2 separate regions of the Canis lupus genome follow, and region 1 is linked to region 2. Evidence: chromatin contacts called from public Hi-C data. All regions are on one chromosome and are shown on one strand. The core of a region is the stretch at or near the end of the contact, and the rest is flanking DNA. Distances in the headings are between cores, read along the strand shown. Region 1 overlaps SLC22A3 (solute carrier family 22 member 3). Region 2 holds the start of SLC22A1 (solute carrier family 22 member 1).

The links. A called contact is a pair of places that touch in the nucleus more often than the background predicts.
Region 1: a contact with region 2 is called in a Hi-C map of skin fibroblasts, with 2.2 times the contacts expected there. The contact joins the enhancer-like site here to the promoter of SLC22A1 in region 2. A contact is called at or near these places in 2 of 9 Hi-C or Micro-C datasets (amygdala and skin fibroblasts).

What each region holds. Positions count from the first base shown.
Region 1 is chr1:50,049,001-50,052,656 of UU_Cfam_GSD_1.0, reverse strand. SLC22A3 (solute carrier family 22 member 3) reads right to left here. Exons shown (of 11, transcript XM_038526496.1): 11 at 1,587-3,127. The coding sequence ends at 3,067. PLG (plasminogen) reads left to right here. Exons shown (of 19, transcript NM_001286960.1): 19 at 559-985. The coding sequence ends at 720. Among named protein-coding and RNA genes, the nearest start is that of PLG, 39 kb to the left of the region's middle. Within about 2 kb of position 1,391, at least 2 of the 20 cell types and tissues checked have an H3K27ac peak or open chromatin away from gene starts, as enhancers often do.
Region 2 is chr1:49,819,005-49,822,537 of UU_Cfam_GSD_1.0, reverse strand. It overlaps SLC22A1 (solute carrier family 22 member 1), which reads right to left and starts at 1,742. Exons shown (of 13, transcript XM_038526495.1): 1 at 1,120-1,742; 2 at 1,062-1,118. The coding sequence starts at 1,473.

The sequences.
Region 1 (3,656 bases), core at 142-2,641, 230 kb before region 2:
AATGGCAAATTCAGGAAGGCTTTGTCAACTGAAGGCCGTAGTCCAAATGCTACCCAGAAACATTTGAGGTTTGTCTCTGAATTCTGATTGAGCTCACCTAAGGGGATTTCTTGGTGAGTTCTAGATCAGTTGTAAGGGAGTAGGTGAGTACCATCACTACCACAGCCCCCACATCTTCTGGAGAGTATGCTGGTGGATGGCCTTTCTGGTAGAGAAGTGAGGGAGAGTGTGAGACAAAGACCAACTACACCCCCTTTGAAATTGCTCTTGGATTTACTCTGCATAAGGGAAGCCCCAAGGCAGGAAGGGGTGAGTACCATATTCACAAGGGAGCTGTTCCCCAGCAACACAAACTGGTGCGGTTGTGTTAAATATGCTTTGTTAGGTGCTGAAGCACAGCAGATATTCAAATAATATATTAGTAAGTTCCTTTCTAATTGGAAAAGAATGTTCAAATGCTGGGGAAACTTATACTTGGATAATAGAAGGATGACATCCCATAACAAAAGGATGGTGGTTTAATCCTCACATGGACTTTTTTTCTCTCTCTCTGTATAGGGTGACAGTGGAGGACCTCTGGTTTGCTTCGAGAAGGACAAGTACATTTTACAAGGAGTCACTTCTTGGGGTCTTGGCTGTGCCCGTCCCAATAAGCCTGGTGTCTATGTTCGTGTGTCAAGGTTTGTTACTTGGATTGAAGGAATAATGAGAAATAATTAGTTGGATGGGAGACAGAGTGATTCATCAACATACCTAGAAGCCAGAACACGGGTAGGGAATTTAGCATGCTCAGAAATAATTGACAGTAATCAAATCAAGACACTGTACTTATACCATCTACTGCCAAACCTCAACGTTTTTTAGTATTATTGTGGATAAATGTTTCCCGTGCGTGGACTGTTGGATTCTGTAATAATAAGTGACACATCTATAACATTTATTGAAAATAAACTCTGTACTTCCTTTAAGTTTTTTTTGAACTTCATTGGTTTCGTGTTCTTTGTTTATCCTACCAATTTTAAGTAGTGTAACTCTAATAGACTTAGGTGATTTCTCGCTTCCTTATAAGGTATAGTTGCAAAAAGGACTAAGAAGACTGTAAGATCATAGAGAAAGGAGCAGAGAGGTCCCAGTAAGTCACTCAGATATCTATCTTGTCTGCAAGAGACAGCTTGACATACATCTCTAAAGTCTTTATTTCTGGCACTGAGATGAATGTTTTCAGAGCTTCAGGATATATGGGGAGTCATGAGAACAAATTCTATTCTTGGGAATGAAATGTGTTACTGACAACTTGACGTTACCCCAGCACAGGAGATACTGGGCAGAGAGTTGTACACTGTGCAGGGGACTGGGCAATGCAAGTGTAATACAAGACCAGTAGAGAGTCTGAATGCTATTCTGGGTCACATCTGAATCCAGGAATGGTACCAAGGGCCTGTGAAGGAACAACGAACATACACTGAAGGTGGACCACTTAATTTCCATTGCTCATTGGCTGCGCAGATAGGAAGTACACATGGTCTCATGGGAATAGTGTTTGACAGTGACACATGGTCAAAAGGAAGAAAGGAAATGAACACTAATTTTACTTGACAATGGAAAATTTTTTATTGTTACCAGAACAAAAATATCAACTCAAAATACAATTGCAAGGTGAGAGTTTCAAGGAGGAACAGTCATCTTACAGCAAGGAGAAATGCAGAGAGAGCGAAAACCCAAGTGTGCGTGAATGGGTGACTGCAGCATTAAGTCCTCAAAGAGCAGTGTTTGCCTCGTTGAAAAAGAAAACACTCATATTCAACTCTGTTGTGCTTTAAGGATTAAAAAGCTTGTTTACACATACGCTGTACATATTGTCACGTGCTCACATAGAATTTTCTTCTTCATTGGCAAGATTTCCCTTGGTGCCCATTTTGTCTGTCCACGCAAAATAAATCATTAAAAAAAACTCTACATCAGATTTACTCTGAATCTGAAAATACAACAAATACAACACATAAAGCAAAACAACAGAGAAAGATAACATGTTTGCATGTAAGCTCCACATTTCAAAAGTCTCCGTAACAAAAAAGGGACCGTATTCCTTATTAGTGTCTATGACATCAGTTATAAAGCTTTTGCTAATTCTTTTAAGCATGGATATAACTGACCTTTCTTTTAAATTAAAATGTAAGCTTCCTCCCAAGACAAGTTACAAGTGTCAAGATTGAACAAGACCAATCCGCGTTTTTCACTCTTGACCACAGGCAGCATCACAGAACTGAACTCCCAGGTATAAGATAAATATCCCTTTACGATGAAAATGAAGACCTATGACATCATAATCCATGGGTTTTGTTCAATTAGGAACAGAGTGTGTGGCTCTAGATGTCCACTAAACCGGGACCAAGCTATTCCAAATCATCTCAGGCCCAAAACTGACTGATGAAATAACAGAGCCAAATCCTCAAATTGGACAGCGGATTTGTTCTGAATCATGGAATGAGGCCTGAATGTGCCAACAAGCCCAGATGCTACAGAGCGTACAGAGTCAGAGCAAGGAGAGAAAGGGAAGGCTCAGTACCACGTGGCCCAAGGTCCTTAGGTTCAGTGTCTCCAGATCCTGATCTTCCCTGGTTGCTTCGGAGCACTCAGGTCAGAGCTTGAGTTCCTTGATCAGGTTTGATGAAGGAATTTCTATACCCTGTTCCCAGACCCCCAGGTGGCACATCCTGCATCTGTGATGGAGTGAGCGGTCATGGGACTCTGCGGAGGGCTTCTCTCGTCCTTCAGTAACCCAAAGGGTCAGAGACACTGCTCCAACTTCAGGAAATCACTCAGGGGGAGCTACCCACACAACAGATCCTTTGCTAAACCAGCCACATACTATGTGTTCCCAGAAACTTCAATAGCATTATAAATCCTAACTCAGCCCACATTATAGAAAAATACTCTGGATAGTCTGAATGTCTTTGTACAGTACGACACCCACGTGGAGGCACACAGCATAAGGTAGCTGAAATGGACACACACACGTGTCTGCAAGGCACATCGGTTCCTTCCTTTGTTCTTTGGCAGGGAGTCTCAAAGGTGAGAGCTGGAAACTTGAGTTTTCTTTTTCCTGCCACATTTATACGAATATGGACTAACAAAACAAGGAGAAAAGAGAAAGTCCTTAGGAAATATTATACAACTAATCCCAACAAAGTTTTCTTGCTACTACTCAACGTTACAGTTGGTTTTGATCAAACACACTCATGCATAACTTTTCATAAAAACCCAATTCCAAGGTAATGAAAATGACGGTCTCCAGGCTTTTAAAAAAAATTTTTTAAAGCCTATTTTCGGCCCCCAGGCATGGGTTAAGTAGCATTGCAGCATGTAAGTTCTTCATGTGACAGGACTGGACGCCACCCACCCTAGCGTGGCCCCCAAGCTCGGATACAAACCAAGCAATTGCCTAGGAAGACACAGATAGCAAAATGTTTCTCTTTTCTGGATGAGGCAGGACTTTACAATGGTTTAACGCTCAAGAGGATTTCACACGGTTTTAACACCTTTCGTAAATTTCATAATTTTGATTGACAAAATGGCAAAACCTTAAAGGGAATCTTCCATCTCACTCCGAATTTCAGGTAGCATTGTTCTAGGGTGAAAAATAGGTAGAGCTCTGG
Region 2 (3,533 bases), core at 493-2,992:
CAGGCTTTGCTAACAGAGTGCCTCTGCATAACTTCCGGCCTCTGGTTTCAACAATGGTCCTCAATGCCAATCTCCAAGTGCCCACACTTTTCACAATGTAACACTTTTTACAAGGTCTATGAAGGGAAAAAAAAAAATCTAGTGGCTTTTTATTAAAATATTCTCAAGGCACCATACAGAAAGAACCCACTGAACTATGCAAATGAGGCCCTCTGACGCCATCGTCCCACCTGTAGGCCAGGAGCAGGGCCCCTGACGCAGCCCCAGCACTGATGCCATGTACCGTTGAACTTGCCAATCCTGTGGGGCAGGTGACTTGCCATTCCTGGCTGGCCCGTGAGGCAGTGGAGGCTCAGAGGCCCTGAGTAACGTACTCAGTGACGCCCAACTGATCTGGGGCACGGCTGGCTTTGAAAAGGTCCTTCTCCGGGCAGCCCGGGTGGCTCAGCGGTGTAACGCCGCCTTCAGCCTAGGGCCTGATCCTGGAGCCCCTGGATCGAGTCCCACGTGGGGCTCCCTGCATGGAGCCTGCTTCTCCCTCTGCTGAGTCTCTGCCTCTCTCTCTGTGTGTGTCTCTCATGAATAAATAAATAAATAAAAAGAAAAAAAAAAAGAAAAAAAAGGTCCTTCTCCAAAGCCAGAGCTGCTTCCACACGATCCCAGCCAGCATTTAGCTCTCTCATGAGTGCAGAAAGGGAGACCCACCAATCTAATGACACCCCAAGTGAATGCAGCAGGCTCTTAGAGAAGCCAGTGGGCCAGAAAGAAGAGGAACCTGTCTCCCTGCAGACCAATGTCCTAACAATCCAGCTCAGCCTGGCTTGCAAAGGTCTCCCCTACCTCCAGCCCGCTCCTCTAATACCCCACGTCTACAGGGGACCAGACAGGAGAAGCAGGCCACCGAGTGCCCAGGACAGCGCCGGACATGGCCTAGGTGATCAGCGAATAAAATTCTCCCCCCTTCTTCCCTGATGCGAAGCTGAACCTTCTAGGATTTGCGGTGTGCTTCCTCCCTGCCCCTGCAGCCCTCCTGTTCCCTCAAACACAGGGCCCGGCCTCACCTCGGTCACGATGGAGGAGCCGGGCGTGTCGTAGGCCCAGCCGTGCAGACAAGGGCCCGAGCGGCAGGTGGCTCCTGTTGGCGGCCAGGCCGGCCAGCGGGTCCACGCAGCCCAGGGCGCTCTGGTTCCAGTCCACCGCGTAGCTGCGGCACTGGCGGGGGAAGGCGTCGCCCGTGGGCCCCGGGCCCGGCACCGTGTAGTTGAGCTCCTCCGCCGCGCTCCAGCCGCATCGCCGGCCCAGCTCGGCCGCCCCGGGGCTCAGGCAGCGGTGATCCGGGGTGAAGGCCAGGAAGACGATGCCCACGTAGACGGGGGCGAAGGCAGCCGAGAGCAGGCATAGGGTCAGGAAGGCTTGCTTCTGGAACCAGCCAAACTCGCCGACCTGCTCCAGAATATCATCCACGGTGGGCATAACGGAGCCAGCACCTTCATCACTTTGACCCAGCTGTCGCGGCCGCGGTGGCCAGGGTCAATGTTCCGTGCGGACTTCTCTGCGATGGGCTGGTTCGAAAGCAAGTTGCTGTCCAAGCACGTCTACCTGGAAGCCGACCAACTGGAAGCGATCTTTCACCCCGTGGCGCCCATGACAGGCAAGGGTGGAAGCAGGAGGGTGACTGGCCACATGGCTTGGCCGGGAAGCAAGTCAACTAGGTGGAGGTTCAAATTCTCTTTCTCTCTCTCTCTTTTTTTTTTTTTTTTTTTTAAAGATTTTATTTATTCATTCATGAGAGACACAGAGAGAGGGAGAAGCAGGCTCTCTGTGGGGGAGCCCCATGTGGGACTCGATCCCTGGACCCTGGATCACAACCTGAGGCGAAGGCAGATGCTCAACCGCTGAGCCACCCAGGTGCCCCCTTGAATTCTCTGGAGTCAGAGCTCCCTCCCAGAGAGGAGAGAGTTAGAGCCCGCTGGGTAAACCCCCTGGTTGGCTCTTCCAGAGAGATTGCTTATCTAAAAACTTCATTTTAGAATCCAGCTAAATCAAAGAGGGCCAGCTGCCTGCTGGCACAGCTACAGGGGCTGTGCAATCCGGCGGCTCATAGGCTGGCCTGTACCCTACCCCCATCCCCACCCTTACCCCCACCCCCACCCCCTGCACGGACTGGCCTCGAGCTTGGCTCTGCAGAGCATCTGATCCTATTTGCCGCCGCCGCCGAGGGCTCTGCAGGCCAGCATCCCAGGTGAAAGGCTCTAGACTCAGCCACCAGCCAGGCTGACCAGTGACCATCAATGACAAGGCCGTCAGCCTCCAGCACAGGGCTCCTGCGTGTGTTCTGGAACTCCTCACGACGGCCTTCACGGGAGGTGTGATCAGACTCCCCACTGCTCAGCTGGGGAAACAGAAGCTTAGGGAGCTAACAGCAGCCTCCAAGTCCACGCTGTCACTGAACTTGAACCTCCTTCAGCTCCAGAGCAACATCCCTTCATTTATTAACCGGCCCTTCTTCACCACCTGCTGTGTTAGTTCTTTGGCTCACTCCACAAATACCGTGCCAAGTCCCTACACGTTTCCAGCAGCCCCAGGCTCCAGGACGCAGAGTTGGGGCAGCCCCTACCTCCCAACAGCTTACAGTTCAGGGGGGCACAGACTTACAAAGGGAGAGCTCCAGTGGACGGCACTAGGGGAGCCCCCCACACTGACCCCTCAGCCAGTCGAGCACCTTCCATCTATCCAGTGGGTTGACGGGGGGAGGGGGACGGGGCGGGAGGGCAAGCAGTCGGTGAGAAAAGGCAGGAAGGGTGTAGCAGGCTGGGATGGCAAGGTGGCCCCCTGCTGGAGTCGGCACCTTGGGGTATCCATGGGACCTGAGACTCGCCTGTCTCCATGCAACACATCCAATGTGGCAATGCCACCCATGTGATTACATCACAGTTTAACAGCCACGTTCCTCTTCCCATTGCTGCCTTTGATGGAGCAAATGGCCCTGTGGGGGAGCCCACGTGGCAAGGACATAAGGTGCTGACAACTGCAGGGACGACGTGGGCTCAGAAGGAGATTTTTCCCCAGACTGCAGAGGGTCCAGCTACACTGTGGCCACGCTTCTGTCCCCCAGACATGGGAGACACATGTGTGTGGCCTTACGCACCTAGTTTTGTGGTGATGTGGCTACACAGCAATAAACGAGGAGAGAAACTGTGGGCTCTGGGGAGCAGCAGGGTCCTGAAGGGCCTGGGGGCCTAGGAGCCACCTCGCTCCCAAGGCCTGTGGCTGGCTACCTGTGCTCCACGCGTGCCCCCTGGGACCTCACTTGCCGGACTGACGGCCGAGGCCAGGCATTGGCAGCAGAGGCCGGGCTCGAGCAGCTCTCCCCTCGGCCCATCCGACTGCACACACCCCCTCTGTGGCCAATCTCGGAGCAGGGAAGGGGGCAGAGGGGCAGCCTGGGGTCCCCGGCCCCTCCAGGCCTTCACCCTGCTTCCCCCTTGGCCTCCTGTGGGGGGAAATCAGAGCGAGGGGCCTGCTCATCGTGG